Regions from separate parts of the Anas platyrhynchos genome. Here region 2 is linked to region 1. Evidence: chromatin contacts called from public Hi-C data. All regions are on one chromosome and are shown on one strand. Each heading gives the region's core, a stretch centred on a gene start, on an enhancer-like site or on the middle of the called end of the contact. The rest is flanking DNA. Distances are from core to core; before and after follow the strand shown.

The links. Hi-C and Micro-C count contacts between places; a contact is called where the count stands out from the background.
Region 2: a contact with region 1 is called in a Hi-C map of subcutaneous adipose tissue, with 4 times the contacts expected there. The contact joins the enhancer-like site here to the promoter of LMO2 in region 1. A contact is called at or near these places in 5 of 8 Hi-C or Micro-C datasets (F1 follicle, liver, skeletal muscle and 1 more).

The regions. Positions count from the first base shown.
Region 1 is chr5:48,711,646-48,716,965 of IASCAAS_PekinDuck_T2T, forward strand. LMO2 (LIM domain only 2) reads right to left here and starts at 2,454. Exons shown (of 4, transcript XM_027458601.3): 1 at 1,972-2,454; 2 at 1,700-1,868. The coding sequence starts at 1,978.
Region 2 is chr5:48,747,079-48,752,398 of IASCAAS_PekinDuck_T2T, forward strand. No RefSeq gene overlaps it. Among named protein-coding and RNA genes, the nearest start is that of CAPRIN1, 11 kb to the right of the region's middle. Within about 2 kb of position 2,698, at least 2 of the 8 cell types and tissues checked have an H3K27ac peak or open chromatin away from gene starts, as enhancers often do. A contact at or near this core is called in subcutaneous adipose tissue, where this site is marked.

The DNA.
Region 1 (5,320 bases), core at 1,204-3,703:
TCTGTCAGGATGGCGTGGGCAGAGGAGAACCACACTGAGAGACAAGAGCCAGACTGCTCTGAGTTTCCAACAGGAAAAATTATGTTGCTTCTGCCTCAGGTAGCTTTCTGTAAAGCATATTTCCTGGGTCAGCAGTTTTCTAGGAAAAAATTACTTTCTTCAGTGTGGAGAAATGATGGGTGGCCAAGAACTTCTGTGCAGTGAAACTGATCCTGCAGCTCTTATTTAGACAAGCTGAGCCCTCAGATATGATCTGATTATACACTAGTCTGCTTTTCGCTCCTCTGTGTTTAAGCTGCAGTGCCCTGAAAGTGCTGCCGTGACACCCCGCTCCTTCCAGCTCTTCGCTCTGCAAATTCCATTAAAATCAGGCCCCACTTTTTCCAAGTTTTTTTCTTTTGAGCCCCATCCTTCCTTTCTTAAGGCATGGGCTCCTCTCCGAAAAGTTCTGCGAGCCTCTCAGCAGAGCGTGCAAGTATAAGGAAATGCACGCTATTACCCTTTATTGTCCATTATTTGAAACTTCGGACATTGGCCCCCAAATATTTTGTCTTATGGGTGCTTGGGAATCATGAGCCAGTTCTCTGAAAGCCCTAAACTCCGGAACAGCCTGGCGGATGTTTACGCAGAGCAGAATTTCTGTTTTCTGCATTAGCTGTTTGATGTCCATAGACTTCTAAGCCAGCGCCTAATTCACTAGAACACACAGTACGTAAATAAATAAATGCTACTAAAACGGTACGGTTCAGACCCAGGCATCTTATACCTAGGAGCTTAGATTATCATTCTGAAAAGATTGCATAAAATAGGAAAAAATGTAGCATATAAAAAGTGAAAAGCAACATGGCATGAATTGATTTAATACACCAAACAGTTCCCATGTGTTCACTTGGGGCTTCGAGAGATGGCATTTTTAATATCTCACAGGAAACAAACCACGAATGGCTAAACTTTCCTAAGAGCAATGTTTTAAGCGTTATCTGAAAACGGAGATTTTATTTTTCTCTCTCTCTCTTATCGTGATTGCCGACGAGCGTAGCTGCGGCTATGGGGAGGCGCGGTGCTGTGCTGCCCTGCCGAGCCCGGGGCTGGGGGCTGCAGGTGCGGAGGGGCTGGCACCCATCCTGGCACCCATCCTGGCACCCATCCTGGCACCTTCATCCTGGCACCTGCCTGCACAGCACCGCCTGGGGACCCTGCACAGCGCCAGGGTCCGGCCCTGGGTGGGAAACGCGGAGGGCAATTCTCGTCCCCCGCACCCCGTCCATCACATCTCTCCGCATGCCCTTCGCAGCACAGCCACCCCCAGCGGTTTCTCCGAGCCCTTGAAAGTTGCAAAGTGCCTCGCATGCTGAAAATGTGGAAGTGGGGCACCCGCACAGCACAGCCCTGACCTTTCGCTCTGATCGGCGGCGGAGAGCCCCCTCCGAGGGGCCGCCGGCTCCAGCCCGGGCGAGCCCCGCTCCCGCCGCCTCTCGGAGCGGCTCCGGGCTCCTCCGCAGCCGCGGATGCCCCTCACGGCCGCCCGCTCCCCCGCCGCGGCTTCCCCGGGCTCCGCCGCCCGCTCCGCGCATCCGAGCCCGGCGGGGACCGGCCGAGGGGTGCCCGCGGCGGGGGTCCCCGGGGTGGGGGTGGGGGGGTCCCCGCGGCATCCCGGCGGCACGGCAAGGGGAGGTGCGGGAGGGAGGAGGCCACTTACTCGGAAGGATCGAGGCTCTTCCTCTCGATGGCCGATGACATTGGCAGGGATTGCTCCTTTGTAGTGTGCCGGTGGTGGGCTCTGCCCCCGCAGAGGCTGTCTGCTCTCGACGCCTTCTCGCCAGCCGAGTTCCCCCTCCGCCCCCCAATGACATTCACAGGATTTCCTCCTGCAACACCAAAGAGAGAGAGAGAGAGAGAGAGAGAGGAGGAACGGGGGCTGGGGCCGCCGCCCGGGGCCGGGTGTCCGCAGGCCGGCCCGCAGGCTCTCACCTCCCATCCTCGCCGCGCTCCTCCTGCGCGCCGGGCGGCGGGGCCGGGGGGGGGCTGCGGCCGCGGCCACCGCTGCCTGCCCCGCACCGCTCCGCTCCGCTCCGCTCCGCACCGCCCCGCACCGCGCAGCCCCCGGCAGCTCTCAGCACGCCCCCGGCAGAGGCGCGTGTGCCGCCGAGGTGCGGCTCGGCATCATTATTACGGCTCCTCTGGCTCGGCCCCGGGGCTCCGGTTTCATTTCCTTTTTCCTGATCACGATTCAAATACAATAGAAGGAAATCACACTTAAAGAGACAGCTGCCCGTTTCTTAACTGGACTCCCGGGGCTTTGGCAAGGCGAGCAGCAGCAGCGCCGCTCGCTCGGCTGCTTAAAGGGACACCCGGGGCGCTGCGCTTCCCTATCGCGACATGGTTTCGCAACGCTCCGCCGGCTGCCAGCCCAGGCTCACCCGAAGGGCTGCGAAGAAGCAGCCCCCGCTTCACGTTTTCGGCTGCTGCCCCCCCTCAGCCTGTCCATCCCTCGCACACGCACATGCCGCACGCACGGGGCTGGGAGATCTGCAGGGGAAAACGCTAGGGGAGAACCCAGGTGCCGTCCTTCTTCTACCTAGGGTGCAAACCGGCCAACTAAATGGGGTCTCGCTGCTATCCCATCGCGAGCACCCACGGCTGCCCGCTCCTAGGCGTCCCCGAGTCCTCGGGCAGCGATATAACCCCGTTAGGTCTCGACGCCGCCTGATGTCAGTGAGCTAAAAAAGCTCCAGAGTACCAGGTATTGATCTGCAGGGAGTCACAGAGGAGCTAAAGATGGGAAACTCTCGCCTCGGTGTCTCTATTTCCCCTCCCATCCTTCCTCTCCCCCTCCTCTCCATCAGCGCAGCACATCCCGGAAAGGAGCGGGTGAGAACTGTTACCGCAACTGGAGCATTTTCCAGCCTCTGTGGCATTAGATACTGGCGACTGCTGGGGGGCAGAAGCCTGGCTGAGACGAGCTGCTTGCCCTGCTAATTCCTTTAAAAACAGTCAGAAAAGATCTGCAATAACGCTCCGGCAGAAATACTTACTTAGCTTCTGTATTAATTCCCAGAGCAGAAATATGTTTGATGTCTATTTTTATGACTGCTTTCTATTTTTTTTTTTTTTTTCCGGCTTTTTGGCAGCTAGGGTTATAATATCTGAATTACATTAATGAGCCCGATTCGAAGATTAGTAATGTCAGCAGAAGGACTGTTATTCATTTCAAGGGGCTTTGAACCAAGCTCTCACAACACTTTAGAGCCATCACTGGTCATTAGAACACATCTTTCTTATTCTAAAAAAAAAAAATTATCTCTAACGTATTTCAAGTTATTACAGGATGACAGCCACTCTCATAACCGAACATTTCTGTTAAAGGAACAGCCTCCTTTGTTAGGTTCCAGACAGGATGATGAATATTTCATTTCTTACATATTTACACTGCCATCAGAAAAGTCAGATATAAACCTTTCAGGAAGACAGAAGAATTAAACTATTGCAAGGCACACACACACAAAAAAATTAACTGATAGGAAAATTATTAGGTTGGTTTAAAAAAATCAGAAATTGGACTTAAAGGTGGATCAAAACCAAGCATAAGAACTTCAAACATGTTTGAAGAAAGAAAAAAGAAAAAAAGTAATTTCTATGAGCTTGATTTATCCTAGCTCCATGTTTCAAGGTTTAATAAAGTATAAATCTGAGTCAAAAATTCCCTGATGATTGGGGTATTCATACTCTGAATAGCTCCTGATGGAATAATGTGAACAATTCTATAATGCCAGGTAAATTTTCTGGTTTCTGATGATGTAGTTGTGCATACTTTACAGCCATATTGGCATGCCACCTCTCTCCTATTCACTTTTCCAAAATTTACACAAAATTAACAACTTATGACACCTGTCCTACTATCTATTTAAAAGAGTTTGGCTGGTTCAGCTGCTTTGGTGAGGGACAGAAACATAGGCATTGGCACATTTCAGATCCAGAACAAACTTCCTAGAAAAGCCAATTGTTTAAGTGTAGTACTTGTGATGGTGCTGGTACCACTGCATGTTCCTCCAGACGCCACCTGCCTCCTAGTTTAAAAAGAATTGTAATAATCACTGCCAGGTTATTTCTTGTTTTCTCTCTCCTACAAAAGAGAGATGCTAGGCAAAGTAGTGTGGGTAGATTTAAGAAAATTGAATAAAAGCAGTCAATCTGCTGGTTCATAGCAAAAAAAATGGGTTGCTCCACCATGTTTAGTGGGACAGTGCTTGAGGTCAATCTGCTTAAAAAAACAGCAATCAGGAAATGCTGCGTGAGGATTAAAGTTGTCGTGGTGTCTTGAACAAACTGCACAGCAAAGACACCAGGCATCACTTGGCTCCATACATCAGGAGGGGTAAAAGCCAAAGCGTTGTTTTGCAAGCACCAGTGTGGCAGAAGATAAGCAGAAGCTGCCAAGGGCAGTGTCCTGCCCTATGGGTGAGTACCAAACTGCTGTTGGCTTTTGCCCAAATGTAATTTCTGTAAGCACTTTTTCTTCAGCTTTCGGGGTTGGTCTTTACTGAAAGTTCCCACTGGATTCACAGTAAAAGCCCAGCAAGAAGGTCTTTGGCCTTCTAAGCAGGAGCCGTGTCTTCTAATGCCTTTGGGGATCAAAACTGTATGCTTTCTGGGGAGACAATTCAATTTTCCTGTATTGGGTTTATACATAACAGATTCTCACTCTGGACAGCGAAACTTGGTATGCCCACCTGAGGAGCCCTGGGTCCTACCAGAACAGCTGGCCAGTAATGAAGAGTGGCTTCTTTTTTCTATCTCTGGCAGGTCCCTTAATACCTCTGTGCCTCAGTTTTCCCATCTGTAAATATTTACTTCCCTCAGCAGAATTGCTTGTTGATTTACTTTTGCCTCCTGCTGAATAATGTTCACAAAGACAAAGTGTTATTCAGTGCTAGAATATGTGGTGCCTACATTTCCTGCACGGGGACAAAAAGACTAGTACTATTTTTAGTGAAGGCTTTTCTTTCCATTGTCCCTTTCTCTGTGAGGCCGTATTTTCCAGTGGTGTATTTTTTTTTTTTTTTAGTGCAGCTTTTTGTGTTCACTGATGGATTAAAGATCATGAGGGATGACTCTTGGTTTCAATTAACTTTTATTCATATAGATGCTACTATAGACTAATTCTTGGAGCACAGCCGAGATCAAAACAAGTGTTATTATTCATGTTTGACATTCAGTGCTTGGCATAAATTGGCTGGACTTTTCTCTATATTTCTCTGTAAGAACATTTAATGTAAAACTGCATGGTTTCTATGAGAGATGTCATCTAAAGAAATAGCTG
Region 2 (5,320 bases), core at 1,448-3,947, 36 kb after region 1:
TTTCAGCTAGATGATATTTATTCCTTGCATGTCCTATGAGGCTGAGAAGTGTTGCAGCCTACTGCAGAGCTACCCTTCACACAAAGCACGATTTCTGTGTGCAATTCTTATGTCAGGTCAAGTTTGTGAAGGCCTTGGGAACCTTGAAAATGGGAAGTGTTGGCAGCCCGAATATGATGGAGCCACAGAAAAACAGCAGTAGTCACTATGCTATAAATCTTCCTGCTGTGCAATGTGTTGGTGAGGGTGCTCATAAAACCTCACATCTGCCTTCTAGTGGATAAAATACAGGAGAGAATTGCAACAGAAAAGGAAGAGAGAAACAACTGACAAGAGAAGTGGTTTTGGATTCCACAGCATAACTATTAACAAGCCCTGAAAATCAAATGCAAGCAAAAATCCGGTATTTTTTTTTACTCATAGCAATGACTGTTGCATTCACTTCTCACCTTTACTCCATTTGGCACTGAAGCTAATTAGGATATTTACATTGATTACCAAATTCCCATGTTTTAAAATGGAGCCAACACTATGTGGAAGCTCTGCAATACTGAAATGTTCAGTACAGAACTGATTTTGATTACTACAGACAGGTCTTTCTACATAAACTCTTGGCCATATTATGAATAACTTTGCCACTAATACAAAGAACAGAAAGAAATGTCTTTCCCGACAGGAGGCCTTTCAAGAAGGTGGTTTTCAAACTAACATAAGAAGTAGTGCATAGGAAATGCAGATTGCCACACAATTTTTCTTTAAGTAAGCAATCAGTGCTCAGGTTGGCTTCCAAACAACTTCAGTATCTGCAGCTTATGCTGATGTTCTGTAAACCTGCAAATTAGACTAATGATAGATTAGCCTCAAAATCAATGAGTGCAAATGTAAAGACTCCTCTAAGCTTGATTAACGTGTCCCCAAATCTATATATTTCTGCATTCTAGAAATTACAAATGAGTCCAATGGTTTCTGGATGAGAGGAGCAAGAGAAAAGCAAGTTAAAATTTTATGGAATTATTTTCAAGCAGAAGACTTTCGTTAAGCTTCTTCTGATACAGATATTGTCTGTACATGTACATGTACATGTAGGAGAATAAAAAATTGGTGAAACCACCTTCCAAGTAGATGCTTCTTCTGTTTTTGTGAAGGAAGAGCCCCTGACAACCATGCAAGCTAGGATTAGCTGGCTGGGGAGTAGCTCTGCTGAAAAGGACCTGAGTGACGTGGTGGACAATAAGCTGAATATGGGCCTGGCAGCAAAGAATACAGATCATGGGCTATGTTCAGAGGAGCACTGCTTGCCCGGAGAGGTTGTGCAGTCCAGCCTTAGAGGTTTGAGAGATTGGACTAGAGATCTTCCGAGATCCCTTCCAACCTGAACTATTCTCTGATTCTCTGGTTTCAGGGTTCCCAGTGTATAAAAATTATCTACAGTCAAAGGGTTTTGAGATGTTCTGCTAGATGAGAACCACTTCTGAGCCTTACCTGTTGACTCCTTAACCATGTATTTATCTAGCAATTGGCAGACTCTGCAGCAGAAAAGGAATACCAGAGAACATCTGGTTTGGGCAGAAGGGACTTCATTTTGTTGTTGTAACTTAGGAAGTGAGTAGGGTAGGGTACAGACAATGAAGAGCTGTCCAATACAGTATATTCCAGATTTTTTTTTTCTTTTCACTCAATTAAATGTGTCCACTGTGTCTAAAGGAGGGCAACAAAGATGGTGAAGCGTGTGAATGGAAAGATGTGTGAAGTGGTTGAGGTCCCTTGGTTTGCTCAGCCCCGAGCAGAGCAGGCTGAGGGGAGGCCTCATGGCGGCCTGCAGCTCCCTCACGAGGGGAGCGGAGGGGCAGGCGCTGAGTTTTGCTCTCTGGGGACAGCGACAGGACCTGAGGGAACGGCATGGAGCTGGGACAGGGGAGGGTCAGGCTGGGTGTTAGGGAAAGGTTCTGCACCCAGAGGGTGGTCGGGCACTGGGACAGGCTCCCCAGGGCAGCTTTCACGGCACTGAGCCTGCTAGTGCTCAAAAAGCGTTCAGATAACACTCTTGGACACATGGTCTGAGTTTGGGGTGGTTCTGAGTAGAGCTGTGAGTTGGACTCGATGATCCTTGTGGGTCCCTTCCAACTCAGGAAGTTCTATGACTCTATGACTCTATGTCAGGTAGTCAAGGGGATGAGTTTTCAGAGGCCTCAGGAAACTGAGAGAGGTCAGTTATATAACAAACATTTTAGAAGTGCAGAACCATAAAAAGAGAGTCCACGGCAACTGCTGTGGGACACTAATTTGGTGTAAAAATACATAATCTCTGGCAGCAGTGAGAAGCAGAGTGGCAGAGCTGTTTTCTGAGATATTTGTCCCATTCCCTTCCATCTTGCTTCTCTTAGCTTTCCCTTTTTCTTCAAGGAGCTCACTTGCTGGCTTCAGCCACATCCCCATTTATTCCCCAGACACACCAGTGGGTGTGCAGGTTTTATGGCATATCAGCTGCTGTAAATGAAAGGACATTGAAAAGTCGAGAATTGCCTCCATTCCCTCTTTATGTCCGATGCTGCCTGTGTTGGCAGAAGAAAGTCGTTTCATGCTTTCCGTATAGAATGGGTGACTCTTCCCAGCCCCGTCCCCCTCTGAGGCTTGTCGCTTTTGGCCCTCCAGGCGAGGAGCCCAGGCAGCGCAGAGCAGTCCTCAGAGTTTTCAAAAACAGATTTTTAAAACAGCTTTTCAGCGCTCTCTAGTGGTTAAAATAACAAATGCTTTAAATGTCACCTATCACCTTTTCAACCTTATTTTAATTAATAAATTTCTTATAATGATTCATGTATCTCCAAGCTAAAAGAATGGTTTAAAATTATGGTTATAATTATTTTTATAATTATAATATTAATTATAATTTACTAATGGGCATTAGAACAGTGTTTTTCACTACACAAAGCCCCAAAAGTGAATTGATGTTGGATTAGATGATCTTTAAAGGTCTCTTCCAACTTAAACCATTCTTTGATCCTATGATTCTATGAACCTAATATAATGATTGTGTGTCAAGTATGGTTTTTGTTTTTCTTTGGCCAACTAACTAACTGCAGTTTTCATCCTCGACTCTGCTTGCAAAGATCTGTGGTCACTAAAAATTCACATTACCCACAGATATGAACTCATTCCTTACTGCATATTTTACCACATATTTTAGGTTTCCATACTAAACCACTTACTATAATAGCCATTCAAACTTCTCGTAGAAGCCCTGAATGTATGTCACAGAAAATGCTAATTCTCATTTCACATCAGAAAGCAAAGTTGAGAAAGAACTGGGTGACCCAGTTATGGAAATCTGGCAGCTCCAAGTCCAAAGGACAGATTAAAGTAAGAAACATGCAGCAGACAGTAATGACAAAATGCTTGTGTGGTTTTTGAATAATTAATAGATCACAAGCCTGTGTCCAAGTGAATATTTGCATGAAACTTTATTTACAAACCTTTTCAAATGTTAATTGTAACCTGCCTTGCAAAAACAAACATACTGGTTCACAGACATGCTATTTGAATTTATTTATTTTTTTTTCCTACACTCTGTTTATTTTAAAATTATGTCTTCTTATTTGTCTGGCTTCCTTGTCAGTTACTACCTTAAGCATCATCATGTTCATCGCTTTAACCATCAGACTGCTTTTCAAGTAGTCTGAAGGAACCTGGAATGTTGCTCCAATAACAACCCCACACAAAAACACTGGGTCATGTAAAGCCCTGTGTGAGTATCGTATCCCCAGTTCTTCATTCCAAACCACATGTTTTGCAGATGTATATTTTGATGCAGTATTCATTCATTGCAATTTATGTAAATATGTATCTTCCTTAATACAAGAACTCTAAGTAATAATCTGCCAAATAATGGCATTTCTACGTGCTCTGAGTTTTGGACCTGCTGAGCTTCTGACGTGGTACTAACCACGTCCAGCATTTCTCCAAATTACAACATCTTTTTCTGACTTTCTGGCAGCAAGTTGTTGTCCTTAAATTATTCAGCGCTCCCCTTTCTCCTGTCTCATCTTCCATTCCATCTTCTTCAAAGATGTTGTGCTTCCCTGGTGGTAAATCCTTTTGCAGAAGGGGTATTGCCCTGGCAGCCACACTGCCCCATAACAGGAGACAAGGTCTGATCTGGCTCCTTTGAGCTGCAGTGCTGCATGTTGCTACGATTGTTGACATTCAGTGCATTCGCAAAGGGAAAAGGCAAACTGAATTGTTTCACCACTGAAACGCTTCCTCTAGCTTGCTGTTGGACTCAGGCTTTATCCCTTTCTTGCAACTGTGTTTTTTACTGCTGCCAAATGCAGGTCTTGGCTCTTGTCATGAACTCTTCAGGTCTTGCAAGGCCTCCCATTCCCACATGGTGTCTGTTACAGAAGTGGTGATGTGCCATGAAACTTGGTGGGCCTCTGAGGAGTTGTTACAGGCACGCCTCCAAATTTCTTGTTGGTAAGGAATATTTTCTGCTTACCGGCCAAATTGTACTCCCTGATGATTTTTCATAGCATTTCTCAGCCTTAATCCTGATGACAATTTCTCTGTTATTAAGCAATTAAAACATGATGTAATTAATTTTCTAATTAGATAATTGTTCTGTCATTGCAATTCTTAGAGTATAACATGTCATTATTGCAATATGTTAGCTACTAGGGTCAATGAATCATTTTCTTTTATTAAACTTGAAACATTGTATTGGTTCTCAGACATTCTAGGAGTGTGCTACGGCCTCCTTAGGAAAGCTCTTCCCAAATTTCTTATTTCTTCAGCTTCACTAGGGTCCTACCCTATGTGTTTATGATGCTGCCTGAAGAATAGCTCCACTGTTTGTCACAGTTGTTTATAACCTGTACTTCACCGGGTTCAATAGAATTGCCCAGTGGACTTGAAGAGTTTGGAGTTTCAGAGTTTGGACTTTACTTCATGACTGCAAGGGACATCACTCCAAAAGCGACTGACTGTAGTCATGTACGAGCTGCCAAGGACTGCTTCACGGAGGAAGGAGAACCAGGAGCCAAGGGCAGGAATAGCATGGGGCAGTGATCCCACTGACCAGAGTACAACCCTGCAGTACCCGCATGGGGCCAAGCTGGTCACAGTGACAGATTTCATTGAGAAGCCATCAGATGCAGTGAGGTGACAAAGTCAGGGTCTATCCAAGCAAGCTGGTCATGGTCAGGAGGAGATGGCTGAGCATAGGCCTTCTTCAACACAGTTTAATCTCAATGCCCCCAAAATAAACAAATATCGAAGGGCAGGCAATAATTAGCAATAAATCTGAATTTATGTCAGTGATCTCTTC